Linked DNA regions of Danio rerio: region 1 is linked to region 2. The links are chromatin contacts, called in public Hi-C maps. All regions are on one chromosome and are shown on one strand. Each heading gives the region's core, a stretch centred on a gene start, on an enhancer-like site or on the middle of the called end of the contact. The rest is flanking DNA. Distances are from core to core; before and after follow the strand shown. Region 1 holds the start of glrx2 (glutaredoxin 2). Region 2 holds the start of cfhl3 (complement factor H like 3).

Evidence for each region. Hi-C and Micro-C count contacts between places; a contact is called where the count stands out from the background.
Region 1: a contact with region 2 is called in a Hi-C map of hematopoietic stem cells, with 6 times the contacts expected there. The contact joins the promoter of glrx2 here to the promoter of cfhl3 in region 2. A contact is called at or near these places in 5 of 18 Hi-C or Micro-C datasets (caudal fin, embryo, hematopoietic stem cells and 1 more) and 2 of 4 datasets of contacts at active chromatin or transcription factors (caudal fin and embryo).

Annotation. Positions count from the first base shown.
Region 1 is chr22:24,035,257-24,038,001 of GRCz12tu, reverse strand. glrx2 (glutaredoxin 2) reads right to left here and starts at 1,420. Exons shown (of 4, transcript NM_001002404.2): 1 at 1,271-1,420; 2 at 1,118-1,181. The coding sequence starts at 1,180.
Region 2 is chr22:23,599,762-23,602,461 of GRCz12tu, reverse strand. It overlaps cfhl3 (complement factor H like 3), which reads left to right and starts at 1,269. Exons shown (of 13, transcript NM_001199191.1): 1 at 1,269-1,379; 2 at 1,483-1,650; 3 at 1,750-1,855; 4 at 1,969-2,045. The coding sequence starts at 1,310.

The DNA of each region.
Region 1 (2,745 bases), core at 171-2,670, 440 kb before region 2:
AAAAGGAAAATAACAAAAGGAAACTTCAGTTTTTGAGAAATAAAAAGGAATTTTGCAAACAATAATAAAAAAAATATTTTCTGGAAAAATATTTTGCATATTATATAAGAAATTGTGGTTTAGCAACAATATAAAAAAACTTTTTTTTAAATAAATAAAACCATGGTTCATTTTTTACAAGAGTTATACTGGTTTATTTTGTTTCATTCAAATAATCAGTAACCTATGGAGTCAATCTAGGATTATAAACTACAATCTAAAATATATACTTGCAACATAAAAAATTTTTGCAAATAAAAAATAATGTAGTGAGCAAAAAAAATAAAAATAAAAAATAAAAAAAAATTGCAAAGGGAAAATTCAGTTTTTGAGAAATAAAAAAGAATTTTGCAAACAAAAAAGAACTACAAAAAATATTTTGCATATTACATAAGAAATTGTGGTTTAATAAAAAAAAAAATATATATATATATATATATATATATATATATATATATATATATATATATATATATATATATATAAACAAACTTTTTTTGAATAAATTAAACCATGGTTAATTTTTACAGGTTATATCAGTTCATTTTGGTTTTATTCAAATAATCATTAACCTATGGAGTCAATCTAGGCCCATATATACTTGCAATATATACAGTTTGAGAAATAAAAAGTAATTTTACAAAAAAAAAAAAAAAAAAGATAAAGAACTGCGAACGAAAATCTTTCTGGAAAAAAACTTATACATATTTTAGTTCTTTGGACTGCTTGATTTTTTTTATTTGCAGTTCTTTGTTTTTGTTTGCAAAATTTATTTTTATTTCTCGAAACTTGCTTGCAAAACTTTCCTCTTTGTTGCAAGTATATATAGCCTTAGATTGACTTCAGATGATAATGAGTATTTGAATGAAACCAAAATAAACCAGTATAAAATAATCATGATTTTATTTATTCAAAAAATGTTATTTTTATTGTTATTGAGCAGCAGTAACCCCAAACTAACCATGATACATGTAGAAAACTGCTTTTTACCAATCAATATGACAAAAATTACACAATAAACAGTTGCTACATATTACCTCATTAAAACCATGGTTAATTTTCGGCTGGTAAAGCTTACCTGCACAAACTGACCACAAGCTGAGCTTGACAACCCAGGCGCAGATGACGAGAAGTTCCCCATTCTAGATAAAGCACAAGAATAGAGGTAAAACTGAGGAGAAAAGAACACCACCATTTACACAACAACAGACAGATTAACACACGCGATGACCTTGTAATAATCACCGGTCTGTAAAAGAAACATGTTGAAGATACTAGGAAAGCAAACGCAGTTAATGCAGACACAAGAGAATTCGACTGGCAATTTAAGTCAATCATCTTCAAACTGATGTGGTCTCCTCTTGAATCAACTAACTAACAATGACCTCACAGCTAGACCGTAATCTGATCAGATCACAGGGGGGATTTAAACATCTAATGACCCCAAATACAACATCGCCTTTGTCTGCTAAAGTGGGCTAACTTGTGCGGTCCTGAACAGTGTAAAAACACGTCGCACTTGAGACAAACATTGTTTATTTCAATGTAAATATGAAATATGTTCAATTATATACCTAATACTAATTATATTTATAATGACCTTAGACTCTGATAAGCCTGTCTGGATTTGTAGAAACAGCCCCTCGTAAACATTGTGGAGTGTAAATAACGTCGAGCGTAGCTTAATAAATAAGGCCGTCCAAAATCATTACCGGCTTTACACGTAAAGAAAGACGTTTCTTTTATTTCATAACAAAGTCCAAAACACACGCGTACCTCTCAACCGGAACAACATTGATTTGACGTATCAAGCTCCGCCCTTCACGAGTCTGCCAAATATTCATCCAGCCTGTCCACTCTCCCTCCTCTGTTCATTAGACATATGAAGCAACAATCGTATTTTCCTCTAGGGGGCCGTAGTGGCTCAAAAAATAATTTACTATAAAAATATTAACTATGACTAACTATAAATATTTAACATTCAATTTCTATAAAGATTTGGGCGTGACATATACGTAAAGTATAATTTTTTAATTAGATAATATAGGCTACTGAAAAACTAAATGTGCAGCAGTGAATAGCTTGTTTAAATCCACAAACGACAGTGATTGGTCCGTCCTCACAAACACTGAGAAATGTAACACTTGTCACGCGTATTTGATGAGTGAATAGTGATTTAAACTAACAATATAAACTCTTTTTGATTGTTTTTTTTTTTTTTATTATTGGAACGTTCAACAAGCGTAGACAAATACACAGAAAAGGTATAAATCCTATAACAACAAAAATAGACAACAGAACAAAGCAAAACAAAAGAGAAACAAAAAAAATATTGCTAGGGGTAATATAAATTACAATACATCACTTTAAATCTTAAAGCAAGGTCAAAGTGATGTAAAAAAAGGTGACAGAATACAATCAACCGGGTATTATAGAAAAGTATGCAATACTGTAAGATTCATATAGTGTTATTAATTTTAAAGCTTTAACATTGCTGGAGGTGGAGATCCAAAACATATCCAAATCATACTTTAAATCTATAAAAAAAAATAAGAATCAGGGGCTTTATAAGACACAAATTTGCATTTGTGTATAAAAAAATCTTGTTAGTAAAATAAATAGATTTATTTTAATCTTTTACTTTAACAACATGATAAAAAACAAATAAAACATTCTTGTATAACAAAGAAAAATTATCTAAAAGAG
Region 2 (2,700 bases), core at 20-2,519:
TATAGCAGCATACACTGTAAAACTCATGAAGTTAAGGTAAATCAAACCATTTGAGGAAACCAATTGCAACAAACTACTTAAGTTCAAAAACTAATCCTAATGTGTTCTGTGAACATAATCCATTCGAACTTAATTCATTTGATCCATTACTGAGCAATTTGAGTACAGTAAAACCCATTAAGTTAAGTTAACTTAAACCGATTGAGGAAACCTATTGCTACAAACCATTTCAGATAAAAAAAAACTAATCTATATGAGTACTGTAAACTCCATTTAAGTTGAAGTACTGAGGTATTTAATTAACTCATTACCTTCAACACTGAGTCCAAAACTCTTTTCAAATGAGTAGAAATAACTTTGTCAATTTTGAGTTATCTATACACTCATTTCATTTGATACTAGTTGACTGTTGGGTTTTACAGTGTGGCTATTACATAGACATAATAAACTGTAATATAGCCTGGTTGGTTAGTTTGTTGAATCGTTTTGCTTTCGCACTACAATCGATCCGCTCCAGAGTTTGTTTCAATCGAGCCGAGACCACCTCATTCAGGCAACCTCAGACCGATTGATTTGACGCCGATCCGAGCGCAATTGCGGGATTCACATATGCCAAATTAACTGTGCTAACTGTGCAAACGAGACAGGTTCCGAAACAAACGTCTTGGTATAAAAGTACTCCAAGACTGTATTTGCACACAATTGCCAAACAGTTAATTAAATTTTTGTAAAAAGGCACCACTGCTCAGATCAGGCCAGTAACCATCCTATCTACTGTTCTGAGGATCTCGCACGCTGGCCCTGGCCCATCAGGCAGTCCTTATTGTTGAGCCCTGAAGTGTAAGATAAGAAGGACTACTCATTTATTAAAACATGTTTATTTTTTATTTTTTTATTTTACATGTATTCATTAATTTTATTTATTTATTTATTGCATGGAAGGATGCATTGTGTACCCCTTACAATACATTTTAGAGCCTGTACCAAACATTGTGTATCAAAAAGACAAAAAAAGAAAAAGTAAAAGTAAAAAAATAAAAAAACTACATTTATTTGGGAAATAATGCATATATAAAATAATGCATCTTGTGTGAAAAGAAAAAAAAAGAAAAAAAAAAGGTTGAATCAAGACCTTTGCCTTTTTTTTAGGGGCCTAGCGATATATAACAAATGTGAAACCAAATAAAACATTTTCGGGAAATATCATCATGCACAGTAAAGACCTTTTTTGACATTTGTTAATGTTTAACCATTTGATCAACAAGCACCAGAAAACAAAACCTACCGTCATTTGTGAAATGCAATCAAAATGCAAGCTCCTGTACAAATCCACATTTTTTTCTGTTTCCTATTTTCTGTTACCTTCGTACAATGTCAAGGTGAGTTAATTAATTTGCATACTGAGTATTGTCGTAGTATATGTACATTTGAAAAGTGGTTTTAAAGATTGTTGACTAGCGCATTTGTGTGTGTGCGACTCAGAATGTCTTCGAGAGGGAATTACATATGAAAACATAACACCAGTTGAGAAGGCATCATACGATGATGGTGAAACAGTGAAATTGAACTGCATGACAGGTTATTTTGGCTTTTATAAGTTGAAGTGTAACAAAGGACAATGGCAGACCTTTATTGCACGAAGTTGCTCAAGTAAGAAAATGTTCCACATTGCACTTGATTTAAATTTTAATTGTAGTTTTTTTTTTTTGTTTTTTTACTAAAAGAGTAAAACTTGTTTGATTGCTACAGAGAAAAAATGTGGTCATCCTGGGGAAACACCAAATGGTTACTTTAAACTAATAGAGGGAAAAGATTATGTTTACGGAGCAACAGTGGAGTATACTTGCAAGAAAGGGTAACTGAACAACAGTGTGTTTTCTACTTAATAATGTACAGATCTCTCCCGATTGAGTTGATCCTACTTGTACTGTACTTACAATTGTTAAAAAAAAAATTCTATGTTCATAGGTATGAAATGGCAAGCAGAAACAATCGTCGTCACTGTAGAATTAAAGGATGGGATAATTCCATCCCTGTCTGTGAGGGTAGGCTTCTTGAAAGTCTGTTTCCATTTGATTCCTAAAGGTGCTGTAAGCGATTTTTATGCTGTGGTACACAATAAAACAACTTTACTCTCTGTAAGGTATCATTTAAGTAACTGTTCTGAAAAACTACATGATCTCTGTGACAGACCTAGACCATGTAAATTGTCCGCAGACCACTGCCAGAATTGTTGTCTAATCAACCACAAGGCTTTTTGAGGCACTTTCTGGTTGTCAATCATTGCGCACATTCACAGCAGGCACTTTATATCCTATGGGAAATTGGATGATGAGAGCGTGATAGATCAACTTGCAGTATGTTTGGATGCCAAATTGTTCACGTCAACAATAGGCATGAATGTTCCAAAGTGTTTGGAACCAGATGCAGAGCATAATGTGCTCCTGTTTAGCTTGACGTAAATATAGCCAACATATGGTGAATGTAACAGGTCAATTAGTAGGTTCTGTGCAGTTAAACATCTCTGTTCTGACCTTGAATGTGTATTAGTGACAGACAACAGAGGATGCAGTATTTAGTGTCCTTTAGTGCCATGTTGAATTCTAATATCAGTGGAGCTAGAAGAATGAAGGTTATATTGGTGCCGTGAGGTGGATGGAAGTGAGATTTAGAATGGGTGAGAGTAACAGAGGTCAATTA